2 separate regions of the Sus scrofa genome follow, and region 1 is linked to region 2. A link is a contact called in public HiChIP or PLAC-seq data. All regions are on one chromosome and are shown on one strand. The core of a region is the stretch at or near the end of the contact, and the rest is flanking DNA. Distances in the headings are between cores, read along the strand shown.

Region 1 (6,281 bases), core at 952-3,451, 190 kb after region 2:
CTTTGAACAGAAACAAGTGCCTAAGAAATGTGGTAAATTATAGTTCATGGATTTCCTCCATTAAAAGCTGAGAGAGGTTGCCCTGTTCTTTTTCTTTCCCCCTAAAATATCCTTAGGGTACCAATCATAATGTTAGCTTCCTCACAAAATAACATCAGCCCTCACCACTGCTCTCTAAAACTCTATTATTTCTTTTTAAAAAAAAATTTATGGCCACACTCGTGGCATATGGAAGTTCCTGAGCCAGTGATCGAATCTGAGCCGCAGCTGGGGCAATGCTGGATCCTTAACCAGCTAACAGGTTAGTTCCCTAACACCTGGGAACTCCTCATATTCTTTATTAAGCATTCAGCTTCTCCAGCCTCAGAAAGTTTCCAATATAATATTTACCACACATTTTTCAAGGTAAGAATGACTTGCTCTCCAGTTTAAGAATGCAAAATTACTACAACCAGAATTTAAAGAGAAAAGAAAATCTGAAGTCAATCCTTCTAACATGTATCACAATTCAGGCCATATTTACAAAAAATGTGTTTCAATGATGCTGGGCCAAAAATGGACCAATGATATTAAAATACTACAAACTAAGGGGAATGATCCACTTAACTTTCTATACCCAAGGTCCTCCTCATCTGAAAAAAACCAAAAAAACAAACAAACAAAACCCCTAAAGAACCCCAACCCAAATCCCAAACAACAAAATCCCCCAAAACCTTGCCTGGAATACCAAATTCTTTTAAATTCACATTTCCCCAGAACTTGATGCTGTTATTTATCATATACTTGATTAAAATTAATGCCACTCAAGAACATTTTAGAAACTGTCTTCACATTTAGGACAGAAATAATTATTACATATTTGTCTTCTCCAGCCAAAAATAGACTTATATCAAGTATCCATGAAAAACCCCAGTGAAAGAGTGGCAATCAGAAAACAAAAGAGAAAGAATACAGCTTTAAATCTAAAATGAAAGATGTATAGAGAAAATAACAATGCAGTTGCACACAGGTGGTTTATTGAACAGCTACTGCTCTTTTTTCCGGGCAGGAGGTGATAACTTGAAAGACTTCACAACGTAATGTTCCTAAGTCCAAAATTCAAACACTGCATATCAAAACCCTCACACTTTGTTTTCCAAAAATAATTTAGGATGAAGATAGAAAGCTAAATTTATCTCCAAACGTGTATGAGAACCTCGGGTTGGTTAGCAAAACAAAGTCAGAGTAGGTCATTACAGAAGTGGGATGGAAACTTCCCAGAATCAAGTTTTTCCTTAAATGATGAACCTGTCAAGTTGCAAACGTTCTGGATACAGAACCATGGGCAATTAGCAGCTGAATGTGACAGAGAACAAATGTGTTTAAGGGCTAAGTCTGGAAGCTTTGTTCTGATAACTGCGTACATGCTGTTTAACAGTGACTGGCTTTTTAATAAGGAGACAAGTGCTAAGAGTTAGCTCTACAAGAGCTCTATTTACGAATTCAAAGGTCTTTAGATTTTCCTACATTTTCCCGTGTGTTAGGGAAACAAAAAGGACAAGACGCTCTTAAAGAAGAAAAGACAAATAGTACATATACACACACAACACTCAAACATGTAACATCTTGGAAACACTTGTATGCTCTGTAACAGATTTTTTTCAGAGCCCCTGGTAAAGCTCTGGGAAAGGGAAATCTCTGGTTGCTTCAGACCCAGCCAGGGCAAGAAGAGAGGCGCTGGGTTCCTTCTTTACCCAGCCCGCCAGGTGCCAGCCTCACCTCCTTCTTCCCTCCCCACTCGGCCTCAGCGGCCAGTGCCCTCGAGCCCGGAGCCCCGGAGGCAGGCGCCCGGGCTCTATCAGCCTCTTCGGCCTAGGTCCCCGGAGGACGACCTGCATCCCAGTTCTAAGGGAAAGGGGTCGGCGCGGGCGAAAACTGCCATAACCGCCGACCACCCGTCGCAGGTGCAGGGCCAGCCCTGCGTTTCGGGAGCGCGGTGAAGCCCGGAGGGGCGCGTCCAGGCCTTGTTCTTCACACCCACCTGCCTCCGCCGGCGGCCCCCGCGCCAGCTCCCGCGGCCCCGCTGCCGCCAGCTCCCGTTCCTGGCCGCAGCGCCATCTTGCTCCTGGCCGGCCGCCGCTGCCGCCACCTTCTCAGCAGCTGTCAGCTCCAGACAGCCACTTCCGGGGCAAACGCCGGGCCCCACCTCGCCGCGGCCTGGGCGACGGGGTGGGGCCACGCGCCCACGTGACCTCTCAGCGCTGGGGGAGGAGCCGCGCGCTCTCATCACGTGACTCCGCCCCGCTGGGGGTCCTCCAGGTGCAATTCTAGTTCTGGGGCTGGATCCAGGGGAGCTGATTCATTTTCTGGCAAGGCTCTGTGGAAGGTCCAGCTGGAGGCAGGGCGGCAAGGCGTCATCTTTTCCCGGTTTGAAAAACTATCATCTTGATTAGCGGAAAGAGTAGATTGAATCCTATTTTTTAAACTGGATAGTGGGTACACGGGTGTTCTTTTATTGTTCGTTACTCTTTACACAAAGAGTAGATGAGTCCCTTTGATAGCTTCACAGCGCCGATTAATGATGAGCTCTACTTTTTCCTTTCAATTTGGCAGCTTCCTTCTGGTACCCGCCCTAAAAGCTGAAGGTATTCAGCCACCTGGTAGTCCCTGTTTTTCCCATACCTACAATCAGGGACAAAACAGTAGTGTTTGGGAAGATTCATTGCTCTGAACCTATCTGGGCGTACTTTGTGATGTATTTTTCTAGTCAGACTACTCTAAGTAAATATAAAAGTTGAATGTAAAGTTTTTCGAGCCTTCAAGTAGTTTGCTGACTAGCAAGATTATAATTGGCTCAGGGCTTTTGCAGGGAAACAATTTGTAATAATTGTTATCCTTTATTGGTACAAAAGACTGGTCAGTGACTTTATTGTATTTTTTCAAACCCTCAGTGTCTCTAAGCAGTATTGGCATTTTACAGATTAAAAAAAAAACCAAAAAACCCAAGGTAAAAAGTTGTAATTTTCCTAGATCACACAGCTGCAAAGCAAGAGGACCAGGATTCAAATCTAGGTGTTTGACTTCAAAGTCCTTGCTCATTTCAACTACATCCAGCAATTTTTTCCCCCTATAATTGTCCACTAATTTCATTCATCCCCTTCTTTAGATGGAATTGTGTAGCAGATGTTCCAATTGATATAGACTGATATATATAACTAAATTCAGTATTAATCCAATGACAGACCAAATTGATACAGATTTAGCCACTTTTTTTTGGCTGCACCTGCAGCATGTGAAAGTTTGGACACCAGGTATTAAACCTGCCCTAATTTCCTACCAAGAGCTACAGCAGTGACAATGCTGGATCCTTAACCCAGAGACACCAGGGAACTCGATTATTAGTGACTTTTAATTAAGACTGGGTGGTTACACAGGTGAAAATACTGAAAAAAGAAGAAATGATAAAGTCACACGATGGGAGTGTAGCAAGGATCATAGACTCAATTTCTGTTTTTGCCTGGAATACTTTGTTCTCTTTTGCCTATTGACTGTTAAATCTGCAAGACTCAGGATGTCAGCCTTCTGTGACTTTTCCAGTTCAGGTTAGATGCTGCCCTGTCACGCTTTTATTTGTTCCCTTGCTTTATCTTCACCACTACACTGTTAGGGCAGAGGCTGTGTTATCGAGCCCTGAATTCCTAACCAAATATGTGTTTAAGGAATATTTCTTGTGAAGTTATGACATGTCAGGCACAGTGCTAGAAGTACTCTGATCCTGAAATACTATTGGTATTACCCTCAATTTCACAAATGAAAAAACGGAACCTCTTATAGAACTTACCAACAACTGGCAAATGGGGAGCACCAGTACAACTACCTCCAGAATATATTTTGAGTCAAGAATCTTGTTCGCAAGAATAAACAAAAAAATCACAGGCTTGTATTTCTTGCACTTTGTAGCAGTGAGCCTCCATTTACATAAATTCTGAAGATCAACAACTTTTGTCCCACCTAAAATGTTAATTAAGTTGGAGTTTACCTCTCCTGACTCTAGAATAAAAGACTGAGAATAAAGGAAATAAATTTAATTCACATCCTGCTGAGAAAAGGCTATTTATAGTACTGTATTACAGTATGGATCATAATAATGAACATTCATGGCAGGAGTCATTCCGAGTACCTTACATATATGAAGCTAATTTTTTATTCCACTGTACGAAACTAGCAACTGCGAAAAGTCTGCTAGTAGTGAATAGTCTCCATCAGTGTATAATCATAATCCTTTACCTTTGGCAGAGACCTTGTACTAACTGCATAAAGGGTCATAAAGCCTTAGGAAAGATAATCTAAGAGAATGAAGCCAGAGGTGTATCAAGTAACAAGAACATTCTTTCCTATCAGGATAAAATGTTTATCAGTTTTCGAGCAAAGTCATCTCAAACGGAAGGAGACAGACAGGAAAGAAAATGATTAAATGATGGAAAATGAAGAAAGAAAGGAAGAGGCTGACCATCATCTTGTAGCTGCAGCATTATGACAGGCAAGGTCTGAGCTTGGTATAAAATATGTCCTGATAGGGTATAAAGATATTTAACAGACCAAGAATTTAAAATCCTAGGGAACTTGAGTAACGAGCCACATAAAAGGCATTTCTTTGTTGTGGCTCATACCACAAAAAGCCATCAACAAATTAAAGACAGCAGTATGTTTATTCATGATGGGTAGGCTGTGCTGCTTCTTGTCCATCCAAAAAGGAAAAAAAACAAAAGGATGGGAAGGGATGTTCAAATCTTGGAAGCTTTAGTTTGCAACATGGTTCCAGATGCCTCTCCACAGCATACACCACACCTTCCTTCACACTTGAAGGGAAAAATCCATGAGTTCACCACATTTGGGTGTTGGTATTTTTAGCATAAGCTTTAGTTCTTCTATAAGAAGTATCTCTCTGGATTCAAACTGCACCAATGTCAATGAATGTTGCTTCCACAATCATTTAAAAATCACCTATAAATTGAAACTTGACATGATGCACTGATAGTTTAGGATCATTTTCCACTCGTCTTACATTCTTGTGGTTGATTTCAAATGTCTGGTACAGGTGATTATAAGATGATGTATTCCATGAAAACAACATTCATGCTGGCATCATAAAATTACCTTTGTGATAGTCTTTTTAAAAGTCTGTTTTTAACTTTTGTCATCAGGAGCTACTTTCTTTTTGCTGTTCTGACCAGTGACCTTTTTCCTGTGACAATGGAAGGAAAAGTTGAATTAGAAATTTTAAATATATGTATTTTCCAAAACTCTACCAGTTTGACAAACATTTACTGAAACCTCCCATAATATCAGGTCTATGAGGCACTAGGAACACAAAAATGAGTTAGACATGCTCTTCAGAAAACCACATCCACCTTTGTGAGACACAAACACCACAATAAACTATAGTACAACAGGCAATAGAAGACAAGTTCTGATCCTTACCTAAGAAGAAGAGTTCACATTGATTAAGTGTTAGGTACTGTTATAACTGCTTTAGTTGTATTGACCCAGATAATCTCCCTAACTTATGAAGGAAATTCTATTATTATCCTCATTTTACAGACAAGGAAAATGAGGTAGAGTGGTTGAGTAACTTGCTGATTATCACGCACTGGTAATCAATATTAGACATGAGGTCCAACAGTCTGATTTTAGAGTTTGGTGAATGCCATCAACTCAATGTTAACACAGGAAAAGGAAAAAAGTTTTGAGAAAATATTCAATACTTGGAGTTCCCGTCGTGGCGCAGTGGTTAATGAATCCGACTAGGAACCATGAGGTTGCGGGTTCGGTCCCTGCCCTTGCTCAGTGGGTGAACGATCTGTCGTTGCCGTGAGCTGTGGTGTAGGTTGCAGACGCGGCTCGGATCCTGCATTGCTGTGCCTCTGGCGTAGGCCGGTGGCTACAGCTCCGATTAGACCCCTAGCCTGGGAACCTCCATATGCCGCGAGAGCGGCCCAAGAAATAGCAACAACAACAACAACAACAAAAAAAAAGACAAAAAGACCAAAAAAATATATATATATATATTCAATACTTGCATACTACAGTCTAGTAATGCAAAGTTCTTAGATACATAAGAACTCATTTCATCCTCAACCAACCCTGAGTGTAAGAGTTATTATTTATATCATTATTTATATAACTATATGTATAAGGGGTAAAGGGATTAAAGAGGTGAAGTGACTTGACCAAAATCACACAGGAAAAGGTGGTATTAGAGCCAGTCCTTTTGGCTGCAAGTCCAATCTCCCTGCTTGCTA
Region 2 (5,746 bases), core at 1,438-3,937:
AACGATTCTGATACACTTATACAATTCCTAGCCTTGGCCTCTCTTCTAAGCTCTAAATTCATTTATGTCATTTCCATTCTGATTGCAAAAAAGAGACCTGAAACTTCCCCTCCACATCTGTCTCCCTTCAGCTGGTCTTATAACTGATGCCACTATCCACCACGTTGCTGAAGACAGAAGCTCTGAACAGCATTGCCTTAATCACTGATCTCCTGCTCCTCACTGTGAATTTTAATTTCTCCATATTTTTCTTAAGCACAATGACTAAATTGGGGCTTAGAATTCTAATGAGGGCCTAACATCAATTGAAGAGGAAGGGGGGTAATTTCTAGATGTGTGAATGCTGTTTTTAATGAAGAGATTCCAGTACTGTGTGGGACTGTTTTTCCACAGTAGTACAACATTGATGACTCATATTCAGTTTGTTGACAGTCATGACGTCCAGATCTGGATATATGCCCTAGCCTCATCTCAAAAAATTTCACTCTAGGTGAGAAAGACATGAAGATAAGTCCTAATTGTTTGACCCCAATTTCTGTTTGTGGAGAAGGTGAGAGTGGTTGTAAAGGTGTGGGTGAAATAGCTATGTTCATAAACTGTTGAACAAATTGCTGGACAATTTATATTTTATTTTCATTTATCTATTTATTTCTTGTCTTTTTGTCTTTTTAGGGCTGCACCTGCGGTACATGGAGGTTCCCAGGCTAGGGGTCTAATCGGAGCTGTAACTGCTGGCCTACATCACAGCCGCAGTAACACAGGATCCGAGCCATGTTTGTGACCTTACACCAGAGCTCACGGCAACACCAGATCCTTAACCCACCGAGCGAGGCCTGGGATCGAACCAGCATCCTCATGGATGCTAGTCAGGTTTGTTAACCGCTGAGCCATGGTGGGAACTCCTGAACAATTTATATGTTAAAGAGCAATTTTAATGTTTCCACCATCTAGTCTGCACACAACTGCCAGAGTTGATCCTTTTAAAACAAGTCTGATTATTCCTTTGTCATCAACCTTTCCATGGTACACTATCACATTCTAATAACATCCCAAGTCCAGCACAGCTTACCAGGTACATGATCTGGCTTCTGCCTATGTTTCCCAACTTGTTTCTCTAATTTGCTCCAGCCACACTGGTCTCCTTGATCCTTCTCCAACATGCCCAGCAAGACCCATCTCAGGGCTATTTTAATTGCCTTTCTCTTCTCCTGGAACAATTTCCCCCTCTAGAAATTCACACAGCTGCCTCCCCCATTTAATGATTAGATTTCTGCTTATGATTAAGAGGACTTCCTTGTCTACTGCATCCAACAGAGTGTCCCCACATCACTCTTATCCCTTTATCCTGATTTTTTTTCCATAAAAATTGCCACATTACTGGGCATTATCTATTATATACTATGTGTATTGCTTATTGTCTAAATATTGCTTATTGTCTACCTCCTCCACGATGAGGCAGAAACTTTGTTTTGTTCACCGAATTCCCAGCACCTAGAACTGGTATCTACTCATTAAAAATTTGATAAATGAAAATAGATTTCCAGGGTATATCAAATGTAAAACTACTTTATATTTTTTGAATGAAGTATAGAAAAATATCTAGAAGAATGTAAGGCAAAATGGTAACCATTTAACATGGTAGGAGCTGGTTTTCATTTTTTGTTCATGCAAATATTCTTTTTTTTTTAGAACGAACTTGTATGACTAAGAAATGAATAAAAAGGCCACACAGGCAGGTGTAAATGATTTCTCTAAGAGGTTGGGCAAATTGATGGAAGAAAGACTTCTAAATAGATGCATGAGCATAATGGCTAAGACAAACCACTGTTTGAATGCCCTTCCCCAACACCATCTAGCTGTGTGAACCCAAGTTATTTACAAGGTAGAGTCTAAAGGTCTTCACCTGGAAAATGGGGATGATAATATTACAAGTGTCTTTTCCATAAGGTTATTTTTGAAGATTAAATGAGACCATGTATGTAAACTCCTTTGTACAATGCCTGGCATGCAATAAATACTCGACAAATGGCAGCTATCATAATAATAATAATTAGCAGTAGTAACAAGAGATGTTGGGACATACCTAGCCCTCAAGACTGACATCAGAGTGGACCACCACATCCTCTCATCATCGCGCCTCAATTTGGGCACCTAAAGCCCAAAGAGAGGATGGTTTTTCCAAAGAAGATAATTTCGACGTTCCAGAAGCATCTGAATCAAACGTACCCCATGTACCCTTGAACCATTCAGGCAGTCTGGTTAATCCATGAGTAGCACTGCAAGACCCGGCCTCGAGGGGGGACCACCACTCGCCGTCCTTGGGCCCAGTCCCTCAGCCTCCATTTCCTTTGAGGCTGCAACAGGGGTGGCAGGAATGTTACAAAACGCAAAAGCGGGGCTGTACCGGCCCGCTCCAGCTCACCGCACTCTGGAGGGGTCAAACGGCAGCACGCATCCGCAAGTCTGCGGCGACGAGCAACGCGCCCCGAGGGAAAAGTGATTACTGGTCCGACTCAAAAGTCTGGCAAACTGCTCAGAGCCCCATCCTCCCAGGCCTCTGCTGGAGGCGGGCGGCGAGCTCTCGGCGAGGTCAGGGGCTGGAGCTGAGAGAGGGGAGGCGGCGAGCGCGCGCCACGCGGCGGGGCCGCGACGGCTGGGGCGGCGCCTGGGCGGAGGCGGCGAGCGCGCGGCCCGCTCGCGCCTGCGCCGCTCGGGAGCGAGCACGCAAAAGCCCGGGCGCGCGCACGGCTGGCGTTTCCTCGGCGCGGAAGAGGGGGACGCGGCGAGGTGAGGCACGAGGCGCTGCGGCACGGGTGGTGGCGTGGTGCGGCGCGAACCCCTCTCGCGGGACGAGGGGGAGAAGGCGTCCTCGAGGTTCCCCGAGGGTGGGGGAGGGCTGCGGACCCCAGCGGCGTCGGGGGCGAGAGGGTGAGTCGGCCCGACTGGCGCGAGGCGGGGGCCACGCCGTGCGGTGGGGGAGGGCGGCGCGTGCCCGGCCCGAGCCCTGGTGCCCCGCCCCGCCGCGAGCCTGGCGACTCCCGCCCCCTGGGCGGTCCTGCTGGGTTCCGGCCTCCGCTTTCCTGACTTTGCGTTGGAGGGCGTAATGCGGCTCACGACAGCGTATGGTTGATGTTACCTGTTGTTCTCAAGTAGGCCTTCCAAATAGATATTTCAGGTTCATTTTAGAGCTGTGCTTGTCTGAGCCTCCAGTAAAATGACTTGCCCAAGATCACAGTTAATAAGGAACAAAATGAGGCTTCGAATCTTGTTTGCAAAACTCCAAGCCTGCCCCTGTCCTCTGAACTGCAGTGAGTGAGTAATCTTCACGTCCCTTCCCTCCTCCCAGTAATTTCTTTGAACAAAGCAGATGTTAATTTGGAGCTAGCACCCAGCCTTTCGTGGGTATTAGCGTCAGAAATGTCTCCTGTGTGAAAAAAAGACGGGGAAAAAAAAGATTCTGCTTATTGCAGTATTGCACTTACAACGTGGAGTGTTCACGAGACTTTATATAAAGTTCCTTACTTGACTATCTCTAGTTGACCTCTGAAGTGACATTGCTATTCACTACGTCTAGGACATTGTGCCAGTAACACAATCTTTTAGCATTTCCTTTCCCTCCTTGAAAAAGCAACATGTCTCTGAAGGTTGTAAGGATTCAGAGATGATCCACATACAGTGGTACCACAGTACCTGGTATATGAGAAAAGTTCAATAAGTTTTGGCCATTATTTTATTATTAAGTGCATGATACCACTTACTAAACTCACTTTTCTTCAGACTCATTTTCCTGGGGCTAGACCAGAGGGAGAACCACCCCAACCTACCCTAAAAAAGACAAGTTCATTGACAGTGTTGTATATTCTTAATGATAAATTATTCTCCAAGCCAAAACTATCCAGTGAAAGAAGTCACTGCAGGAAAACTAAGGATGAATTAACTTTTTTGTAGAATTAGCATTTATTTGTCCATTACATTTTTGTTTATTGAGTTCTTTCTGTGTGGCATTGTGTATGGTACTTTAAGACATACAAATTTGTATTTGATGTAGTTCCTGTTTTCATTTAGGCTAGAAATGGGAAAAATATGCATCCATAAGTAATCTTCACAGAGCAGTGTGAAAAATGCCGGAGAAGGGATAGATAAAAAGCTATGGGGAGGAGTTCCCATCGGGGCTAAGTGGTAAAGAACCCGACTAGTATCTATGAGGTTGTGGGTTCAATCCCTGGTCTCATTCAGTGGGTTTAGGCATTGCCCTTGAGTAATGGTGTAGGTCACAGACATGGCTGGAATCCCACGTTGCTGTGGCATAGGCTGGCAGCTGCAGCTCTGATTCTGTCCTTCGCCTGGGACCCTCCATGTGCTTCAGGTGCAGCCCTAAATTAAAAAAAAAAAAAAAAAAAAAAAGCTATGGGAGGAGTTCCCACAGTGGTGCAATGGGTTAAGGATCTGACATTCCGAAGCTGAGTCGTAGGTCTCAGATGCAGCTTGGGTTTGATTCCTAGCCCTGGGAACTTGCATATCCTGAGAGTGTGGCTGCAAAAGGAAAAAAAAGCTATGGGAGTATAGAAGGTGATATTGGCTTAGTGTGAAATATGAGTTCATTTATGTCTTAATAAAGATACTTTGTACATGGTACTTAACTGTTAAATATTTGTTCAAAGAATAAATTAGTGAACAAAATTTGTCATAATAGATAGGGTTTTTTTAGTTTGTTGTTGTTGTTGCTATTTCTTGGGCCGCTCCCGAAGCATATGGAGGTTCCCAGGCTAGGGGTTGAATCGGAGCTGTAGCCACCGGCCTACACCAGAGCCACAGCAACTCAGGATCCGAGCCGCATCTGCAACCTACACCACAACTCACTGGGCAAGGGCAGGGACCGAACCCGCAGCCTCATGGTTCCTAGTCGGATTCGTTAACCACTGCGCCACGACGGGAACTCCATGGTTTTTTAGTTTTCTAGTGATAAAAGTTCATTCGTATTAAAGTATTTTTGAAAAGATAGAGAAATGGAAAAAAAAAAAAATTTGTGCCATTTTTGGGAATGAGTATCTCAACAACCAGAGCTCATGAACCAGATTCTTTGGCTAGTGAATGACTGAGCTCTAACTGCCCTCTGTCCTTGTATATCTTACAAGATTCAGGTTCTGTAAGAAGAGTTTTAGTTGCTTTAGCTGCTATGGGGGTGGGGGACGGAGTGTTATGATTTGCAACAACCTACTCCCCCAAAGCCGTGTGAAATGTGGGAGAGTCACTTTCCTTCCCTAAGGAAGGAGGGCTGAGGAGAGAAGTGATGCTGCACAGAGAGAACCAGTTGTTGCCTATTAGAAATATATAGCCTTTGTAGAGGGCTTATCATGGGCCAGGTGCCATGGTATATTATTTATGTGGATATTGATTATTTTAATCCTCACAACTCTAGGAAGTAGATATGATTGTATCATATTCATTTCCAGAGGAGGAAACAAGCTTATAGAGATAAAATAATTTGCTTAGCATACAAAGCTAGGATGTGGTAGAGTTGAGTAAGTTATATTGTCTTCTCTTGTCCTTTTAAGTGATTTCCTCTTCCATGTGCTGCTTTTGTTTGTTCGTAGGAGGGTCGTCAAGCTTTGGTGGATGTGTTGGCCATTTCTAAAATCTCCTTGAGGGAGCCCTACATTGAGGAAGATCAAAGCAGCCAGCTTGCCAACTGCGGGATGGACCGTTTGGGTTCCTTTAGCAGTAAGTACTGTGGGAACAAGTCCCA

The links. HiChIP or PLAC-seq counts read pairs in DNA pulled down with a chosen protein or histone mark.
Region 1: a contact with region 2 is called in an H3K27ac HiChIP or PLAC-seq map of alveolar macrophages. The contact joins the promoter of SYNRG here to the promoter of TADA2A in region 2. A contact is called at or near these places in 2 of 2 datasets of contacts at active chromatin or transcription factors (alveolar macrophages and skeletal muscle).

Annotation. Positions count from the first base shown.
Region 1 is chr12:39,067,641-39,073,921 of Sscrofa11.1, forward strand. SYNRG (synergin gamma) reads right to left here and starts at 2,202. Exons shown (of 20, transcript XM_021067369.1): 1 at 2,021-2,202. The coding sequence starts at 2,097. DDX52 (probable ATP-dependent RNA helicase DDX52) reads right to left here. Exons shown (of 15, transcript XM_013989946.2): 15 at 4,670-5,224. The coding sequence ends at 5,167.
Region 2 is chr12:38,872,469-38,878,214 of Sscrofa11.1, forward strand. TADA2A (transcriptional adapter 2-alpha) reads left to right here and starts at 2,688. Exons shown (of 16, transcript XM_021067335.1): 1 at 2,688-2,787; 2 at 5,595-5,721. The coding sequence starts at 5,697. It also overlaps a transcript of ACACA not described here.